Regions from separate parts of the Sus scrofa genome. Here region 2 is linked to region 1. The links are chromatin contacts, called in public Hi-C maps. All regions are on one chromosome and are shown on one strand. The core of a region is the stretch at or near the end of the contact, and the rest is flanking DNA. Distances in the headings are between cores, read along the strand shown.

Region 1 (5,412 bases), core at 1,799-4,298:
TTGTTCACAAAGATCCTTTGGCTTCTCTTCCACTCCTATCCCAAATTTCCCACCATCCAAAAAAAACCAAAAAAACCAAAAAACCACAAAAAAAACCCCGATGCCTCTAGGAGGAGGCAACTAAGGAAAGGTCATTTTACTCTGAGCCAGTGGTGACCCTGCAGAAATACTGACCAGGTCTGACAAATGGAGTTGCCTGCATATAAAATGAACTGTAACAGATGGAGTGAAATAGGAACTGGCTGTAAAACACCCACTGTGCATCAGATTATACCAAAAACATAAGGAATTCTTTCTAAAGCTTTTGCTCCAACAAACCCCAATCCATTGTGCAGCCCCCCCAAATACATAGATTTTTAATTAAAATTGACCTTCCTTGGATTATACAGAACCTCATCATAAGATATCCCTTAAAATAAAACAACTGTAAATTGTTTTGAACATTGATCTGAGGATCAATCACTCCAGATTTAGGTCAGGGAAACCTTTGTGAAAAGTTAACATTTGGGATTCAAAAGGAAGCAGCAAGTAATCTATAGAGACAGGTAGTGATAGCACTGGGATTTTATTTTACTTTATTTCATTTTGTCTTTTTAGGGCCCCACCTGAGAAAGCTCCCAGACTAGGGGTCTAATCGGAGCTACAGCTGCTGGCCTGCGCCACAGCCACAGCCACACCAAATCCGAGCTGCATCTGAGACCTACACCACCACTCATGGAAACACCAGATCCTTAATCCACTGAGCAAGGTCAGGGATGGAACCCGCATCTTCATGGAAAGTAGTCGGGTTCGTTACCACTGAGCCACCAAGGGAACTTCTGGATTTGCATGTTAGAAACCTCACCCCAGTACGGTATGAAGAATGGATAGGAGGGTCCTTTTCTGAGGGCAAGAGACCAGACAGAAAGCCGATGCAGAAATCCAAGGTGGAGCTTGACCTAGGAAAACAGCGCAAGGCTAGCGAGAGTCCATGAAGTAACCTGTACAAATTAGTTCTGCAACACCTTCCACAAGAGGAAGCTTATTCTAAGCTAAAATAGTAATTTTTAAGATCTTACCAGAAAAAAAAAGTTTAAATTGTCACATTTGTACCTAGTTATAACACTGTTCTGACATTATTTTTAATAGTCATGAAATTCTTTTGCCACACTAATTAGGATCGATTATTCCTGTTGGACGTAATAAAATCATCCATCTCTCTTCTATTATGCTACATTTATTTTTGTGAAAGGAAGGGCAGAGAAAATATGGAAACAAAGAAGGATTGTTGACTCTTCCATATGCCATATGCCACAAAACTCTAAAAACAAAGTGTCCATCAAAGCCCTCATTCAAGCTTAACAAGAGAAACTTATTCCTTCAGGTTTCGACCTTCTTCTTCCAGTTCAAGATTAATGCCACATAGGCAGTCATTGCCACCTGAGAATTCTGAGTTCCTCAATGTATCTTTCCACTTTCTTGTGCTTTTGATTCCTTAAAGTCAAAGCATCTTCTCTGCCACAAGATGCATCACCAGAAACTTAAATTATTCAGTTTTTGGAATTAAAACCCCACGCTGGGAGAGGACACAAAGTAATAATTTTACACCATCATCACCACCACCCCCAGGACCCAGCACCAATGAAAAACAGAATTTCACTCTCAATCAAGTAGAATGGCAGGAACTTGAGGGTCAATCTTTGACCGGAGAACAATGCCTTCCATAAAGTACATAACACTCCCGTCATTAGATTGACCACCACCTGCTATATTACGTGTATTATTCAGTTACTTGTTTACTGTCCTCTTTCCTTACTAAAACGTAAGCTCCAGGAAGAGGGGGTTTCCTCTTGTCTACTGCTGCAAATTACCCTCACCTAAAACAAGGCATAGTACATAGTAGGTGTTCAATAAACATCTGTAAAACAATGGAGGAAAAAACGCGACACTCAAGTATTTGAGAATTACCTCTCAGACAAAAGCCTTTTGTCATTCTCTTCTTGAAAGATCTCTAATAAACCCATCCTGTTGAGAGGATTAAGTCCAACAAAACAAAATACAAAAGTCTTTCAAAATCTGGCCCTGACTGCCACCACCCCCACTCACGAAGCCCCACCTCCAAACAAATCAATACAGCTACACCTCCAGGCTCGGTGGTAGGAAGTCGCTCACTACTCTCTCAAAACACGCTCTCACTCGTCCGCGCTTTTTAAAATGACATTCCCTCTCCCTGGAAAATCTTCCAAGTCTCTTATCTAGCCATCTCTTCTTCGTCCTTTAAGGCCCAATTTAAATGCCTCCTCTACACATCCTCTTGACACTCCCTGGACAATGTGACTTCCTCCTCTGTGCGTTCGCATATACACTTATGCAGTTTCGTGTAAGCTGCTATCACTCTGTAAATGTATTCATTTATTTCTAGACCCTTTCCCAACATCCCGAAATTCTGGAGGTCAAGGGCCGTGCTTTAATTAGCTTAAAGGTGCCTAGCCCAGTGCCTGGCTGAACCGAGAGTGCGTGCAAAGTCGCGAAGCCAGTCCAGTGGACACCATTCCATCCCATTTCGCAACGGCCCTATCCTGCCCCTGTGGCCCTGGGAGCGTCCCCTCCTCACCCCTGGGCTGCAGGTTAACCCTGGCGAGGGGAAGGCCAGGAATCAGCCTAGAGGCGCCAGCCACGGCCACGGGGCGCGGCGAGCAGATGCCGGCGAGGCGGGACCCCGGCCCCAGGTTCCATACCTGCCTCACGTTGGCCGGCAGCTTGCTCCACGGGTAGTTGTGCCGGATGTGGAACTCCACGTCTATGTTCATGATGCCGGGGGCCCGGGCGGGCGGCAGCGGCCGGGACCGCGGCTGGAAGGACGCCTCCCGCCTGCCCGCCCTCGGCCTCCCAGGAGCCCGCGGGAGGCCCCGCGCCTCAAACTGCGGACGGCCGGGGCTGCCCCATGGCCAGGGCTCCCGACGACTCGGCGCGGCCCGGGCCACGGGGCACGCGAGCAACGAAGAGAGGTGGCCAGAAGCCTCGGCGGCTCCAAGTTTCTTCCTAGTTTCAGCCCGCCGGAAATGGCTTCGAGGTGCGTCACTTCCGCCCGCCAGCGAGGGGCTGGGGGGCGGAGCCCGGGGTTCCAGCCCCGCCCCCTCCACACTGGGGTCTGGCCTGAGTAGATAGAGCCGCAAGGTGCTCAGGTATGGCTCGCCCACCCGCGCACTCCCTGTGCCTCTGTCAGTCTCTGGATGAATTAATTGGGCTTGCATTGTACCATTGCTGGATGACCGACTTGCCCTCAAATGTGAGCCCAGCAGCAGGCAGTTACAGGCGCTGGGGTGGGCTGCCCGAGAAGGAGAGACTTGGGAAGGGGGGGCCATAGCTAACTTAGAAGTGCGGGAGCTGTGGGCCCTAGCTCTCCATAGCCAACCCTGAACCGAGGCCGGGTGGGCAGGGCCCAGGCTCAGGAAGGAATGTTCAAGACAGAGCTTTACTCCCAGTAGAGGCGTAGGGCAGAGGTCTAATGACCCTTCACCTCCTGAAAGTTGCTGCATCTTGTGAAAGAGAAACGTTGCGCTCTAAGGTTCCCATTTAACCCCATTCTCCCCAACCCCTGAACACACACACACACTTTTGGCAGATCGAGTTTCACTCAACTAGTGTAAACTATCAGAATATAGAAGTCGTTACTATTCTGCATTATAACTCTTTGAAAATGTAGTCCTTTCATATATCTTTGTTTAAAGTGAATTTGCCCCAAGGATTCATTTTTCACAAAGGTACTTACACCATGAGTCTCCTGATTGGTTGGTTTCATTCATCTGAAATAAAGATATGAGAAGAAACTTCCATGGTCATATGTTTCAACACCAAGAAATATACCTATTGATCCATGAGGGCAGGCGTTACTCTCCTTCTTATGGTCATTATCCCAGTCGTAATCCATTCACCAGACCGCTTTCAAAAAGGGTTCTTCAAATCACCTGAAGATACCAATTCATGTGAAATACTTCTTTTTGTTACTCCAATTAATGTTATATGAGTTACAGGTTTGTATTGATAAATAAGTAAGTTTTCTGTTAAAAAGAAAAAAAAACAAAGGTTCAAATTCTTTAAGTGTAGGGATTCAGCTAAAATGTTAAACAGCTGGTGCTCACATGGGGAGGCCCTAAGGGAATCTAGGAGATAAAGATTCTTGGGCACAGCCTCTTGTTTCTGCTTCTGCTCCATGCTGCAACCTCCAGTCACTTTTTAATGGCAGATCAAGCCTGCTTTAATTTCAGTTCTAGTGAGAATGTCTTTGGGGACCCTTTCGTCCAGAATTTGTTACACTGGCTTAGCAAACCCATGATCATTGTTACTGGCAAGCAACCATAGATGAATTCAGTATTTCTGTGATTACATTTGTTTATTCTTTTTATTTGTTTTCTTTTTATGGCTGCAACTGTGGCATATGGAGGTTCCCGGGCTAGGGGTTGAATTGGAGCTGCAGCTGCAGGCCTACACCACAGCCACAGCAACATAGCCTCCAAGCCACGTCTGTGACCTACACAGCAGCTTGCAGCAAGGCCAGATCCTTAACCCACTAAGTGAGACCAGGGATGGAACCCACATCCTCACAGATACTATATTGGGTTCTTAACCCATTAAGCCACAACGAGAACTCTTACATTTCAGTTTAAACAATGGTTTTTAAATAATATTTTATTACACTTGACAGATCTATACTCAGAACTTTTTATGATGCCTAGAGCACAGCTCAGCAGCTGGCCAGTCTGATATGTGGCCGGGACCTTATGTAATATATTTGGTATATTGAAACGAATATGGTCCATGCTGCTCTTCACATATGCATTGGTCTCAGGTTGTGTCAACTATAAAGAGCCCATCACTAAATGCTTAGAATCCTATGTCTACAGACCTTCATTGTCATAGCTAAAATTAAAGGAACTCTGATCATGAGATGTTTATTCAACAAATATTGTTTACCTGCCTTTTATGTATTAAACCCTTGGCTTATAATAGGTTGTCATTGCTCACAACCTTATAAAAGAATACCACTCTTACGATCGTGATTTAACAGAGGAGGAAACCGAGGCTTGGCTGGGCTGCCTGACCTGCTCACAAGATCACACAGGCGGTAGTGACGGAGCCAAACTGGAGCCCAAGGTTCCTTTATGCCAGAGCCACCCTTTCAGCTCCTCAGTTCAGGCTCTCTCTGAACTGTTCTGCCTGCTATTCCAATTCAGACACTGTTCATTTAAAATCAACAACATAAATCCCCCTCAAAATTTTTTTTAATACTTAAGTGTAGAATGGAGTTCCTTTCGTGGCACAGTGGTTAACAAATCTGACTAGGAACCATGAGATTGCAGGTTCGATCCCTGGCCTTGCTCAGTGGGTTAAGGATCCGGCATTGCCGTGAGCTGTGGTGTAGGCTGCAGAGGT
Region 2 (5,412 bases), core at 1,032-3,531, 68 kb after region 1:
GGGAGTGGGCTGGAAGGAGGAGAAAGCAGACGGGCTGCAGAATCACAGGTGTCCAGCCCCTGCCTGCTTTCCGCTCCCTCCGTCCACCCTGGCAACCTCAGCCTGGCTCCTCACCCTCTGCTGCCCCCTCCACCTTCTCCCTCCACTGCCCGCTGACTTTCCTTTAAAACAGTTTATGGGAGATGCTGTGGGGAAATGTCTGCTCTGACACACTGCTCGTTCAAGTGTACACCGAGGCAGCTCCCAAGTGGGCCAGTCGGCACAAGCTACCGAAACAGACAGCCCTACCTCATTTTAATAAATAGACAGCCCTGCCTCGTTTGTTTGTTTGTTTGTCTTTTTGCCTTTTCTAGGGCCGCAACAGCGGCATATGGAGGTTCCCAGGCTAGGGGTCCATTTGGAGCTGTAGCCACCCACCTACACCAGAGCCACAGCAATGCAGGATCCGAGCCGAGTCTGCGACCCACACCACAGCTCATGGCAACACCTGATTCTTAACCCACTGAGCGAGGCCAGGGATCGAATCTGCAACCTCATGGTTCCTAGTCGGATTCGTTAACCACTGAGCCACGACGGGAACTCCCTGTTTTCATTTTTAACTAAGGAGAATGTAAGCTAAGGGACTCCTTCACTAAATCAGAAAGAGAAGGACAAATACCATATGATATTACTGATACAGAGAGTCTAATACATGACACAAATGAACCTATCTACGAATCAGAAAGAGACTCACAGACAAAGAGAACAGACTTGTGGTTGCCACGGGGGAAGCGAGTCGGGGGGAGGAATGGACTGGGAGTTTGGGGTTAGCAGATGCAAATCATTACACATAGGATGGGTAAACAAGGTCCTACAATATTCAATATCCTGTAATAAACCATAATGGAAAAGAATATACACATACATATAACTGAATCACTCTCCTGTACAGCAGAAATTAACACAACATTGTAAATCAATTATACTTCAATACACTTTTTTTTTTTTTTTTTTTTTTAAAAAGGACTCCTTCATAAAGTCAGGGGCTTGTTCCAGGCCTAGACCTTGACCTGTCCGGATGGCCCCTCTGTATCGGAAAGGAATGCTGTGTCCAGAGACAAGCTCCTGCCTCTTCCCTTTGCATGTCTCTGCCTATCTTATCTATTAACCCCGCCTTGGAATATTGATCTTTTTTTATTACCTTTCCCAGGAAATCATCGCCATTAAAGAGGCCTACCAAAAGTGTAAGTGACCTTTTGTTCTGACTTTAGATAAAGAATGTTCCTTCCAAAATACCTCTGGGAAACTAAATCTGCTCTCTCTCGTCCTTTTTTCTTCTCCAAAGTATTTGACAGGAGCCTTGAATCAGATGTCAAAAGTGATACAAGCGGAAACCTAAAAAAAATTCTGGTCTCCTTGCTACAGGTAAGCGTAAAGAGGTCTTGCCTGCTTTGGGATCGTGAGATAAAGCCTGTGGCAACTTGGCACCACGAAGAAAAAGGCGATATAGATAATAAACCCTTCCTAATTTTATTACAAATGTTATCGAGGGACTGTCGACATGTGTCCTGTCAGCCCAGCTATTGTGAAATTACTCAATGGCAATTTTCGCCATGATCACAAATCTGCCTAGTTATTTGCAGTTGGCAATCCTTTTTTTGTTAATGAGTTATTTCATCAAGCATCATCAACTCATTTTGCCAGTGAGGAACCCCCAGGTGTAGGTAAGACAAAGCTCAGGTGCAAGAACCAGCCCCATCTGACCCCAAGCCGGGCCCTTTTCATGACACAGCTAACTCCAGGACTCAAGGAGTCTAAGCCAGGCTGCGGGGAGTTTGGCTGGGAAAGCAGGGCTTTCAGAACTGGCCCTGCTTAGGACACAGCCCCCTGGCCTCCAGCCAGATAGCATCTGCACTCTCATTGACACAGCCGTCTTGATGAGCTTTGTGGGCTTCCTCTGTTTCATTACTCTGCTGCTGGAGAGACTGACAGCAGAGAACACACAGAGCAGGCTTCAGCTGTAGCAGGAAGAGTGTGTGAGTGTTCTCCTGATTCAGAACAAAACTGCCACAAACTTAGCAACCTAAGCAGTGCAGACCTATGATTGAGCAGTTTCCACGGGCCAGGAGTCCTGTCACAGGTTAGCCGAGTCCTTGGCTCAGGGTATCTCCAGGCTGAAATCAAGGTGTCATCCAGGCCTGCCATCTCCTCTGAGGCCCCGGGGTCCTCTTCCGAGCTCACTGACTGTTGGCAGATTTCGGTTCCCTGTGGCTGTGTGGCTGATGGTCCTAGTTCCTTGATGTTGACCAGAGCCCACACTCGGCCGGTAGAGGCCATCTGCAGTCCCCTGTCATGTGGCCCCATAGACAGTGCAGAGCACGGCTCTTTGGTTTCCTCCAGGCCAGAGGAAGCACATCTCTAACTTCTTCCATCTCTCTGACCTTTTAAGAGCTCACCTGATTGGGTCAGGCCTCCCCCAAAGAGCACCTTTTTTGATGAACTCAACTGATTAGGGATCTTAATTACATCTGCAGACATGCCCCTTGCCATACACGCAAAACATGATCACACGAGTGATACCTCACTATGTCCATAGGTCTTGCCCACCATCCATGGGAGGGGATTAAACAAGGCGGTGGGCCGTTGAGGTCATCCGAGAATTCTGCCTGACACTCAGGGCTTAGGTGAGACCTCAAACCTTCCATGACCAACGTTCAGGGCTCTTCACGACTGAGTCCCTGAGAGGCAAAGTTTGATATTTTGAAAGGAAGACTATTAGCACCTCAATGGACTCATTCGAGGGGACATCAGGATGTCGCTCAGAGGTCAGTGGGGTTTCTGAGTGACCCTGGTTGCTAGGAGAAAAAAAACGTACAAATGTGTTGGTCGCAGAGGCTACTCTGTTCATCAGTTGTGCCCAAAAGATGGCAGCAAAGAGCAGCGCTGCCACTTTGCCCGGATGAGTCCAGCTTCCGGCCACCCCTCTGAAGCCACCCGTCTTCTGGGACTTGCCCTCTTTGTTTTTTGTGGTCAAGCAGGAACTCAAGTTCACAACAATGTGTTGACTTTTCTAGGCTAATCGTGAAGAAGGAGATAACGTGGACAAAGACCTCGCAGGTCAGGATGCCAAAGATCTGTATGATGTGAGTATGCAGACCTGCAGGCTCTGCAAATTCTTTTCTTTTTTCATGAACATTACTTTCAACAAAATGTTTCGTTCTGGCATGTGAATTGGAATTAATTGGGAAATAAGTATGATCTTTAACATATTTGTCATACATACAGTCTTCGTGTACCTAAAAGAATTGTTCCTATTCTTACACCCTGGGGATAACCACTTTAGATCTCTTCTGGAACGCCTGAGGGTATAAATAACATAAACAAATATGTGAGGTATACTTGTGGGCTAGAAGGTGGAAATACTGCGGCGATCAATGCTGCTTCTATTCAGCGCACATTTTATCATTCCCGGTAAGGGTGACTTGGTCACAGCTCTATACATTCAGTCTTTTTGCAAAAAGCTTTTTCAAAAGTGTTCGCACTCTGCCGTCTAGGCAGGGGAAGGCCGCTGGGGCACGGACGAGCTTGCCTTCAATGAAGTCCTGGCCCAGAGGAGTCACAAGCAGTTACGAGCCACCTTTCAAGCCTACCAAGTGGTAAGTGATCCAGCACAAGGGCAGCTGAAACCGAATCTCAGGCTATTTCCAAAAGAGGTCCAGATCTGAGGTATGGAACTAGGAGGGGCTTTTACAACAGAGCTTCTCATCAGGGGTCGTTTTGCCCCTCCCCCGACCCTTCGTGGCTCATCGGTTAACGAGCCCAACTAGGATCCCTGAGGATGTGGGTTTGATCCCTGGCTTCACTCAGTGGATCAAAGGGTTAAGGATCCGGTGTTGCCGTGAGCTGTGGCATAGGTCACAGATGAGGCTCGAATCCTGTGTTGTTGTGGCTGTGGTGTAGGCCGGCAACTGCAGCTCTGATTTGACCCCCTAGGCTGGGAACCTCCATATGCCATGGGTGTGGCCCTAAAAATAAAAAAAATAAAAAAAATAAAAAATTCAGCCTCCAAAAGTTAAATAAGATGTATGCTTACCATTTATATGCTAAGCCTACAAATGTTTGCTGTTATTATTATCACAATTTACAGTTGGGCTAACAGTGCCTGCCTACCACTTCCCAGAGACAGATAAGGATAATACCTCCGACATACACTCCTGAAAAGATGTGTATAAATCACTTTTATGCAATTAATTTTTTAATCTAATCATTTTAAGCCAACAAAGCTGAGTTATCTATTTCAAGGCACACAGTGGTTCGCCCTTCCCTGAAAGTCAGTCTTTGGTTGTAAGAAGCCCCTTGTGGAATATCAGATTTTTTTTTTTTTATATATTTGTGGATTGCTTTTAACTATTCAAAGCACTTCTGTGCCCTGTATCTCATTTCAATTTCACAACAGTACTGCAACTCTAACGTAGGCTGAAGGGCCACTGTTACCCACAATTGCTGGACAAGGAAAGTCTGTTATGAGTAAGGAAGCATCTGTAATGTATCAGGACCACACAGCAAGTCAGTAGCAGAAAGCGGATGAGAACTCCCAAGATTCCCCAGCCCCAGCTCCTACCTCGGCTTGAGCTGGCTGCTCCTCACTCAAAAGAGCGTTTCCTATGTGTTGCCAGCAGATGAAAAGACAATCAAGCTTTGGAATTTTATCATTACTGTATATAAGCCTTTAGGGGCCTCTGCTTTCAAATTGTGCCCAGAGTCAAGATCAAAGGCAGCTGACCCTGCACTCCCCTGGCCTCTGGGCCTGGAGCTGTGTAGACTAAGCTGGAAGACTCCTCCATGACCTAGACCCTCTTCCCATAAGACTAGGGGCCACGGAAGGAGTTTCTGGGGTGGCTGTCACTGGGAATCACTATAGAAACACATACATGTGAGTGTCTATGTGTGTATCTGTGTGTGTACATGAACTACTGACTATCCAAGGACACTCTCTCAGCCAATTATTCTTGAAACTAGTTCCAAAACAGCAGAATCAGGATCTGCTTGAGAATATGTTTAAAATAAGAATTCTTTGTCCCTGGATCTATGAATCACATTTCCTGGGGCTGGGGTCCTATAGTCTGCGTTTTAATACATCTACTAGATCCTAACGCATGTTCAAGTTTAAGAAGTCTGCTCTAGGCGACTAGCTATATGGCCTTGGACAAGTTATTAAGGGTTTTGTGCCTCCATCTCCCCAACCATAAAATAGGGATAATAACAGTGCCTACTTGACGGGTTGGTAAGGATTAAATGAATTAACAGATTTAAAGCATCTAGGAGTTCTGTCGTGGCTCAGCCATAACTAACCCGACTAGTAGCCATGAGGATGTGGGTTCGATCCCTGGCCTTGCTCAGTGGGTTAAGGATCCAGTGTTGCTGTGAGCTGCA

The links. A called contact is a pair of places that touch in the nucleus more often than the background predicts.
Region 2: a Hi-C map of skeletal muscle shows a contact between it and region 1, with 3 times the contacts expected there. A contact is called at or near these places in 7 of 47 Hi-C or Micro-C datasets (alveolar macrophages, embryonic fibroblasts, fetal heart ventricle and 3 more).

The regions. Positions count from the first base shown.
Region 1 is chr4:15,678,778-15,684,189 of Sscrofa11.1, forward strand. It overlaps FAM91A1 (protein FAM91A1), which reads right to left and starts at 3,049. Exons shown (of 24, transcript XM_003354982.5): 1 at 2,718-3,049. The coding sequence starts at 2,789.
Region 2 is chr4:15,747,725-15,753,136 of Sscrofa11.1, forward strand. ANXA13 (annexin A13) reads left to right here. Exons shown (of 11, transcript XM_013996500.2): 5 at 1,190-1,223; 6 at 1,325-1,404; 7 at 3,054-3,122; 8 at 3,534-3,635. Among named protein-coding and RNA genes, the nearest start is that of KLHL38, 43 kb to the right of the region's middle.